Linked DNA regions of Sus scrofa: regions 1 and 2 are each linked to region 3. A link is a contact called in public HiChIP or PLAC-seq data. All regions are on one chromosome and are shown on one strand. The core of a region is the stretch at or near the end of the contact, and the rest is flanking DNA. Distances in the headings are between cores, read along the strand shown.

Region 1 (2,975 bases), core at 436-2,935, 170 kb before region 3:
GCATAAAGTTCTAGGGAGACCCCGTGAAGCAAGAACAAATTGGGGGAAGAGAGAAGAAGATAGATCACAGACATGTAAACTGACACTTAAAGGAAGAGTAGATATTTTGCAAGAAGAGTAGAAGACAATCAGGGAGGCCCACTTCAGGTAAAGCACAGAAAAGTGAAGGCCAATGGGGTTGTGGCCCAGGGAAGGAAGGGGAGCTGGGGTACTTGTTATGCAGAATCTGGGGCAGAACTGCAAGCCTCTCTTCCAAAGTCATTAGTCTCCCCTCACTGAGGGGTGGGCTAGGAACCAGAAGAAAAAGGAAGCCTCTTTCTCACATAACTCATGTTCTCAGTGCTGTAAAAACAACAGGTTTTCATTGGATGTGGTTAGTTTTAACTCACTGTAGGTGATCTTCAAACATGTAAGCTGATTGTGGAAGTAGTACTGGCTGTTTCAGAAGTTTATTTCAGCAATCTTTCCTAGTTCATAAAATTGATTTTGTTGGTTTCCAAAGCTACTCTGGGATACAAACAAAACTATACTTCAATTTAAAAGCAGTTCTTAACTTGCAGTCACTGTTTTATTTTCACTGGATTATTTGAATACATCAATGACACAGTTGATAATGGTGTTCTTACTAGTGCAACAATCATGCAGGTTGATCCCTATTTCCTTTCTCCTGTAAACGCTAAAAAAAAAAATTCCTGTTCTTCAATAAAATTGTAAGTGGAAAAGCCTTCAATTAATGCATCTTACTGGAGTGAACAAAGAGCTTGATGTTTCTGTTCTCAGGTCAGAAAATAAGAGCCAAACTCTGACCTTGGAAGATGAGCATGTGTTTGAAGCAGTCTGATTGAAGGACAGCATCCAAAAACGCCTAGGGTAGATGGAAACAGCAAACAAAACAATAGCAAATGTGTTGTCATAACAAAACAAGCTGGAGGCTCCCCAAGGTAGAGAAGAGATGATTCTTTTGTAGGACATAGCTAGAAATAGGGGCTAGAATTTACTGATTGAAGGCATAATCCTGCCAGGTACAGAGCTAAGAACGTGTATGTATATTAGCTATTTTAATTCTCAGGACATGGATCTTACTATTCCTGTTTTACTGATGAGAAAACTCAGGTCTTGATATCTTGTAATTTGGATGCAGTGGTCTCTAGTCCATGGATGGAAAATTTCTGACTTGAATATTGCTGTTTTCTGCTCCAGCATCCACAACAGACATCATTGCAGGCATGGTCCAGCTGCTTATTTGTGCTGATCACACCTCTCATTTTATAGATGAGGAAACTGAAATGTGGAGTTTCTAAGGCTTCTTCCAAATCATGCAGAAGTTAATAACAGCCAAGCTTGGAACTCAGTTGTCTTGATTCTTATGAAGTCTTCTTCCCATTGGCCCAAATGTACTATTTCCTACCTCTTCTCTACTGCATCATCTAAAGAAAAGACGCTAGAGGGATTTTATTTTAATGGTGGTGTTTAAAATGTATACAATTTTGCAGCTCCTGGCCAAGACTATGTTAAGTCAGGAAGTTATCAGTTTAGAAAGAGCAGATAAGAGTGTGACTAGCAGTGAAATGTACTTAGGGTTTATTTAACTAGTGAGGTTAAAAGTGTTATATTGGCTGTCAGAGTGGTGATGAGGTTTTGCACAAAGAAGGAAGAGACTTAAGTTGCTTCCTCTTCTGTCACGTACTGAATAGAGGCCATGGGTGCCAAGATACTGAAGCTGGTATGGCCATGAAATGAAACCAATAGCACTGTGCCTATCCTAGGAATTGGATATGGTGACCTCCCATCCTGCTCTGAGAGGTGATTCTACGCTATGTGTTTCTACTTTCTGCCAACAACTACAAGAGCTGAAAGTCAGGAACCTACACAGTTCCTAAAGATTCTGTGTAAGAGGATCATTCATCTACTTCTCCTAGGAGAGTTAAAAACCAAAACAAAATCAAACAAAAAACAAACAGACAAAAAACTCTCAGGTTCCAGTCATTTTTGAAAATGTTATTTGTACATCAGTATATGTTATGGCCCTTTTTGCAGAATTATGAATTAATATGTGCTCACGGCCTAAGGCCAAAATACCCCAGGATGTGGACAAGTTGTTATGTATCTATCACTGTTTTCTTTGTTTGTTTCTTTGTTTGTTTTCGGCCATGCCCATGGCATGTGGAAGTTCCTGGGCCAGGGATCAAATCTGTGCCACAGCAGCAACTTGAGCCACAGCAGTGACACTGCCAGATCCCTACCCTGCTGAGCCACCAAGGAACATTCACTATTTTCCAAGCTTTCACAGTAATTTACATTCCCTGGGGAATTAAGAGGATCTGTAAAACAAATTTACTTGTAAGTAATGGCATGTTTTAAAGGGATTCAAAGTGATCATAATAATGACAAGTTAAAAAATCTTTGATGATTAGCATTGCAATGAATGTAAAAACACAAGACAGGGGAAATGGGTGGAAATGAAGGTGCTTTTCAGAGGTCATTTCTGAGAACATATTGTTACATGACACGTGGACAAACTAGGAATTCTGTGTAGCCTGTGCAAGTAACAGTCATGTTAAAATTCAACAAGAACAGAAGGAGCAATTTGAGAACTGACTTTAAAAGCAACTGTTGGGAGAAGAAAGCAAATGAAACAGTTACCGAATAAAAATAGAGGTGATTGAAGTTAATACTTTATAAGATTCCCTCAATAAGAAAGAGTTGTTTAAAAATCCAATGTAAATCTGTTTCTAAGAGGTTTAGGGGTATGGCTTACCGCTCAGAAATGCTTTTGTAAAAGGATGAATCTACATTTTCAAAGGGATCCAAATTATATTTCAAGTTGCTGTTGTGCTTAAACCTTGAAGTAGAAACAAAAATTCAGAAAAAGGTACATATGCTTGTCATGACTTTCTCATTAAACAGGGATATTCCAGGCCCCCCTCCCCCTACCACTTTTGATTTGCTCAATTAGGGTAATAGTCTGCAATCTG
Region 2 (3,336 bases), core at 102-2,601, 190 kb before region 3:
TTCCTCATGCTGAAGAAAAGAAAAGAAAAATCAAGGAACGAGGAAATAAGTATAGAGCCTCGAGTTGGTTTAGCATTCTGCGGATTGGATGACCGGATGGACTGCTTTTTCTGATCAAGTGGAGCCTTTATTGGCACTTGAAAGTACAGGTTCATGTCCATAAACAGCTCTATCACTGATCCTTCAGTTACTCCTTTGGGTCCATCTGATTCCTGCTGAGACTGACTAATACAGTGCGTGCCCGGAGAAAAAAATATCGGGGAGAACCAAGGGGCTGGGAAAGGACAGGCAATACAAAAATTACAAATCACAAGGTGATTGATATACTTTGGCTCTCTGACCCACTGACTGGAATGTTTAGCAGGAAAGGCCCAACAGTTGTATTGACTAGCTCCTGTGGCTTTTTATTTTTAACAGTCTGCAAGTCTGGTCAAAAAGACATCACGCTGTGTATTCATGACCATGATTCTGGTCCACAGGTAAATGTGGACCAGCTATTAGGAGGAGTTACACATTGGAGATTTTGTCCAAAATGATGATATTAAGAACAATGATAGCAGGAGTAAGAGTGATGGCTAACATGTACTGTTTATAATATTGCTGGGCATCGTGCTAAATCTTTTCTGTATCATCTTCTTGCATCCCCACAACAGCTCCATGAAGCAAACACCCTAATTTACAATGAGGAAATCCAACTTGGAGAGGCCAAAAATTTGCTTAGGTACTCTGCCACCCCAGTCCTGCATTTGCAGCACCCCTCCCCTTTCCAAATCACGGCCACTGCCTTCCCAGGAAATCAAATACAGTTTCTCACCAGGATAGGAGAAGGTCCCCAAACTCTCATTAGAGGTGCTGAGATACCCTGTGGAATAGTGCCAGCCTCTGTTTCATGTCTCTTGCCTCCCTCAGCTGCCCTCAAAATGGGTCCCCTACCACCACCACCATCACCATTACGTTACCATTACCACAACCACAGCCACCATCATTACCACCACTGTAGCCACTTCCTCCTCCTTCTCTGGAAGCTTAAATTCTTCCAAGAAACTTCCTCATCCAATCCTGACTAAGGCGGCATTACGATGACTCCCCGTGGGTCAATTTCCTCTTTGCTGCTGCCTGTCTACACGGTCAGGTCCAGCTGCTCGGTATCTTCTTGCCCCACCCCTGCTCTGCCCCCAGGGTCTTCTCAGCCCTGGCTTTCCCCTCCCCCAGCACCACCCTATTGCTGCCTGTGTCAGTTAGAGGACTAGCCAGCTCTGTTCTCGCCCAACACAATCCTGTGCGCATCAGTCCCTCTCCTTGCCAGGCTGGGCTCCCGCGGAATTTTGGAACAAATTGACAAGTGACCACATGATGGCGCTATAAAGCTGCCAATGCTCTTGCAGAGTCGGCAAAGTGAGAAGCTCCGGAGAGTCAGGATCTGGGTTTTTCCGTTTTTGTCAACGTCAGAAAACTGAAAACTAGTAATGGTAAACAACCTCCAGAAAAATCTTAATATTATTTTGCCAAGGACTATTCCTTGTCAATGGAGTTTCTGTTTGTCACTGGCCAAACATCATCTCTCCTTTCTCAGCACACATCCTCACCTCCCAAGGCTCTCTTTGCCCTCAGTACATGTACATTTCTGTCCTAAATAGTCTGCCAGTTGCTACGAACCCAAAAATACACACACAGAGATTTAGAAAGATTAAAATGTTTTACCTAAGCAGGAGTGAAATAATTTCTCCTTTTGTTTTGGTTCATGATTATGCTAAATAGCTAGAAGTCTTTTTTTCCTCCCTTTTCACACGCGTAGCTGGGCAAATATGCACAAATAAAAAACTGCCCACATCTAGAAAAATCCCTCAGCTGCCCTGGCTGATTAGTCATTACATATTTACATAGCACAGGCAAGGTTGCCCAAGTAATCACACAAACATTTGCTATGTTCCTGTACCTTCCCTGGGGTGATTCAAATTCTTAGGAACTGAGATTTGTTTTGTGCTCACTTTTAAAAACAGCATGGGCAAGATTTACTTGAACTTCTTATTTTTTATGTGGCCAATTGATATCCTAATGTCCTTTGAGGTCTGTGTCAAAGACAGCAAAACGCAGTGGGAGAAATACATCTTCAGGATCTAGGTTGGGGAGGGGAATGACCTGAATCCTGGCTCCATCCTTACTTTATTTGTGACATTGGCCAAAAGTTCTCAATGTCTTTGACCTTTAATCTGCGTCTCTGTGAACCGGGGTAAAGAGAAAATGACTTCCGAGGTTGTTTGGGGGGATTCAGTGAGATAAGGTACATATGCCTAGGTGTTCCATCATTAGTAGCTAGCACTCCTGCAAGTAGATAGGACGATCACAGAGCATAACCTATGGTCTGGTGACTGAAATGCTGGGAAAGTGCCTCATGCTCTTGGGAAACCCCATATGGTGATGAAGAGCATCGTTGTTTGAGTCAAACTGTTAGATTCAAACCCTCGTTCTGCCATTTTTGTGCAGTAGATGAATTTGGAAAAGGTAAACAAATCTTTTCAAGCCTCCATGTCCCAGTTTATCCTAGTGACCATTACGGCCCTTACGACACTGAACGAGGTAATACACGGACTGTAGGTTGAATTGTGTCCCCCCAGTAATGCCCAAGTCCTAATCCCCAGTACCTGAAAAGGTGACCCTTATTTAGTAATAGGGTCTTTGAAGATGGTCCAGTTAAGATGACATCGTTAGGAGGGCCTTAATCCGAGACAACTGGCATTCTCACAAAAAGAGGAAATTTGGACAAAGATGCTCACACAGGGAGAATGCCAAGTGCAGATAAAGGGAGAGATGGGGTGATGCATTATAAGCCAAGGATGCCACATGTGGCCAATACACCCCCAGGAGCCAGGAGAGTGGCACAGAACAGATTCTTCCTCACAGTCCTCAGAAGGAACCAACCCCATAGAGACCTTGATCTCAGAATTTTAGCTTCCACAGCTGTGAGGTGATACATTTTTGTTAAGCCACCCAATCTGTGGTACTTTGTTCTGAAAGCACTCCCCCCAAAAAAAAAAAACTAAGACAGTGTTGCTGCACTAAATATACAAAAGCAGATTCCAATCAAGCTGCTGTTTAGATTTTGAAAACATTTAAAAACCTTGAACAAAGCATAAAGAACGATTTTTATACAAGGCAAAGGTGAAAGCAGAAAACATCCCTGATTAAATTGTGAGGTATTCTGGCAGGTGTCAGGCCCGCGGCCAGCAGGAAACAGATCAGCAGCTCTGGGGGTGGTGGGGGCGGATAGGAAATCCCTGGCACGCTCTTCATGCATTTCCAGAGAATGGAAGTTCCTTTCATGAAAAGCACACAATT
Region 3 (3,110 bases), core at 280-2,779:
GAGGATAGGCTGCCTTTTCATATTTTTCATTTTTTGACAGGTAAACAACAGTGTAGCCCCTATAATAGAAGTTCTCAAGTTTCACCTTTGGAGTCTGTCAGTACACACAGGACGCCACCTGGCAGAATGCGGCCACGTGACTGAAACAGGGTGTGCTGGCTTGCTGTTAGAATCTTTCTATCATGGGTGATTGATGCTTCGCGTTTACATTCAAGCTTCATTTCAAAGCCACGACCAAGCTTTATTAGGGGGGCTGTTTGGGACCTTCACTGCCACTGTTCTCAGCGACGATTAACCGTGTATTGGGCCGTAAAAGAGGTTTGCACAGCACCTACCCATATATTTAAGACCTACCTTGTGTGGCTTATGCTCACCGAGCATGCAAGTTAAAAACAACGGGATTCAACCTCGGATCATAATTGGCCACATCTACTATGATACTGAAAGGAAAACGAAAGAGCCTTTGACACTGCACCAGGTTAAGTGGAAAACCTCGATGTCTCCCCACATTGTAATGTTACAGTCTTATGAGTTTCAAAGGTTTGTCGTTTCTCCCAGAAAAACATCGCAGGTCCGGAAGAATTTCCAGCCTGGGTGCACTCACCTCTTTGATCTTTGCCCTTTTCTCGCGGACAGCGGCGTCGGCCGGCTCCCGGTCAATCGCCCCGATGAGGGGTACTAAGTACACTGGGGGCAGCCTGAACCCCATCCTGTTACTCATCTGGTCCTGGGCCACCTTCTCCTTCTCCATCAGGATATCTCTTTGGATCTCCTCGGGCAGCTTCTGCAGAGTCTCCTTGGCTTCCCTCAAAGCTCGCTCGTGGTTTTCGCGGATCCTGGCCAAGTTGTCCTCTAGGGCGGCCGCGGGGTCCCCGGGAGCGCCCTCTTCACCGGGCCGGGCTCGCCCATCTGCCGCGTCCTCGGCGCGCGCCCCGGGCCCCGGCTTGTGGTCAGCGGCTGGCTGCAGGGCGGGGCTGGAGTGGAACAGGACCCCGCTGAGCAGCTTGGAAGAGTCGGGCAGGAAGAAGATCGCTCCGAAGCAGAGCGTGATGAAGGCGCTGAACACCAACAGCAGCACGAACTTCTCCGTCAGGCGGAAGGCGGAGGGGCCCGACCCCTTTCTGCCGCCGCCGCCGCCGCCGCCGCCGAGCCCCCCACCCAGGCCGCCGCCCAGGCCGCCGCCCGCCGGGCTGCTGAAGAGTGGCAACAGGCCCCCCACCGGCATCGCTCCCGCTGCCACGGCCGCAGGGTTGCCCGCTGTCCAGTGGCCTTGCTCTGCGCCGCTCAGCAGCCAAACTTCGCCGCCGCCCGGCGTCAGCGGCTGCGGGGCTGGGTCCTGTGCATCCAGGCCGCCCAAACCCCCTGCCTGGGCTGCAGGTATCCCTTGGGGAACAACTCCCCTTCGAGTCTTCTCCCCCAAGCGGCTCCTTTGGCAAACAAACACGCGCGACAGACCTCTGGCTGTAGCCCCTGCGGGGAGAGAAACAGTAAAACGTAGTAATTACGATGATGGTGATAAAGTTTCCACCGGTCTCCGCCCTCAGACGGCCGTGCGAGCCACCAGGACAGTTCCCCCTTCACGGAGTTCGGAGTCTGGCTCCCGGCACCGCCCTCGGAAACCACTCTTTGGACTTGGGGTGAAGTTTTCGGGTCTCGGGGGCTGGGTGTCCCGCGCACACCTGGAGCAGGGCCGTGCGCGGGCACCTCCTGGAGAGGGCAGAGCGCCTCCGCACAGGAGAGGCGCAGCGCGGGTGGTGGGCTCGTCAACTTCGCCGGCTCCCCATCCCGAAGCTAGGACTAGCTGTCTCTGCTTCTCAGGCTGAGCGTGCAGTCCGACTGCCCCGCAGCCCTGGATGCTGCTCAGCTGGGCGAGCGCGCCGACCCGCGGGCGAGTGGGAGAGAGCAGGACAGCACTATGCCCTCCACCGCGGCCCCGCGAGCACTACCACCACTGCCGGTCTCTGGGCGGTCGGAAACGAGGGCGGTGACGCGTCCGGAGAGTGATGGCGCGGCAGGGCCAATCGCACGCGGCTCAGGGTCCCGCGGGGGCGGGGCCGAGGCGGGGAGGGGGCAGTGCAGGGAGGGGAGTTACGGGAAGCGCAGCCTCGCAGGGGCCCGGCCGGGGGTGGGGAGGTCGCGGGGCCCGGAGGCGCGAGGCAGCGGGCGGGGCCCGAGGTCGGCGAGTTTATCCCGCGGGGGTTTCGGGCCAGAGGCCCCAGGGGGTGGTTGCTCTAGGGGTGTGGGTTAGGTGCCTGGGCTGATGCGGGATCCCCCTGCGGCCCCCTCGGACCTGCGCCTGGTGGTGCGGGACCTGCCCGGAGGGAGGCCGAATAAGGACGGGGTCTTGCAGAGAACTGCCAGATTTGAACGGTGTGAAGCGCGTCTTTCCTCCAGTTACCCTCTTTTTGCCAAGGGAGGGATTCCCCCATTGCTCCGTTGCAGTTAACCCAAAAGTCCCTCGATGAGGAGCTGTGAATTGGAGAGCTTCTGAGCTCAGCTTTGGAGCTCTCTGGTGGAACATCCTCTAAATCCCAAGAGACCTGCTGGTTTTGTGGCTGCTTGGGAGTCTTCCTATGCATCCTCGCCCCCTTTAAAAAGAAAAAAAAGTTGCGTAGCTCCCCCACCCACTCCCACTTTCAAAATTCATTTACCTCATACAAGTTGGTCATATTTTCCATTTAAAGAAGACAGTTTTATGCTGCCATAACTTCAAGTAATAAATTTCAGCACTGTTGAAATTGTCTTGGATTTGACTACTTCCAGGGAAGTAAGGACTTGGTCCAACAGAAATTGTTTTCAAGACAGCCTTATTTTCCAAAATCTATTCGCAATTCCCCTGTTGCTCTGAAATAAGGGTTATCAGAGAGGAAAAAGTTGCCTGATTTCCCACTTCCCACTTCTGGAAACTAGTTTGTAGCAGTCTTGTCCCATATCCTTTACCCTTCCCGCTCTGGAAACATGATTTTTAGCTCTGTTTCTGCTTGCTGTCTTCAAGAAAAGGAAACAGCTGAGACCTCTCAGAAAGGTGCCCACAATACAGTTGTTTTCAGGTGTTAAGCTGTATGAAAAAATATAAAATTTAAAAAATCCTTATTACAGTTTTCATTTAA

What was found. HiChIP or PLAC-seq counts read pairs in DNA pulled down with a chosen protein or histone mark.
Region 1: a contact with region 3 is called in an H3K27ac HiChIP or PLAC-seq map of alveolar macrophages. The contact joins the enhancer-like site here to the promoter of MAN1A1 in region 3. A contact is called at or near these places in 1 of 5 promoter capture datasets (liver), 6 of 47 Hi-C or Micro-C datasets (alveolar macrophages, embryonic fibroblasts, fetal skeletal muscle and 2 more) and 1 of 2 datasets of contacts at active chromatin or transcription factors (alveolar macrophages).
Region 2: a contact with region 3 is called in an H3K27ac HiChIP or PLAC-seq map of alveolar macrophages. The contact joins the enhancer-like site here to the promoter of MAN1A1 in region 3. A contact is called at or near these places in 2 of 5 promoter capture datasets (fetal liver and liver), 20 of 47 Hi-C or Micro-C datasets (adipocytes, alveolar macrophages, embryonic fibroblasts and 12 more) and 2 of 2 datasets of contacts at active chromatin or transcription factors (alveolar macrophages and skeletal muscle).

Annotation. Positions count from the first base shown.
Region 1 is chr1:42,899,516-42,902,490 of Sscrofa11.1, reverse strand. No RefSeq gene overlaps it. Among named protein-coding and RNA genes, the nearest start is that of FAM184A, 100 kb to the left of the region's middle. Within about 2 kb of position 1,685, at least 3 of the 83 cell types and tissues checked have an H3K27ac peak or open chromatin away from gene starts, as enhancers often do. A contact at or near this core is called in alveolar macrophages, where this site is marked.
Region 2 is chr1:42,921,721-42,925,056 of Sscrofa11.1, reverse strand. No RefSeq gene overlaps it. Among named protein-coding and RNA genes, the nearest start is that of FAM184A, 80 kb to the left of the region's middle. Within about 2 kb of position 1,351, at least 21 of the 83 cell types and tissues checked have an H3K27ac peak or open chromatin away from gene starts, as enhancers often do. A contact at or near this core is called in alveolar macrophages, embryonic fibroblasts, liver and 3 more, where this site is marked.
Region 3 is chr1:42,728,588-42,731,697 of Sscrofa11.1, reverse strand. It overlaps MAN1A1 (mannosidase alpha class 1A member 1), which reads right to left and starts at 1,529. Exons shown (of 12, transcript NM_213885.1): 1 at 605-1,529. The coding sequence starts at 1,225.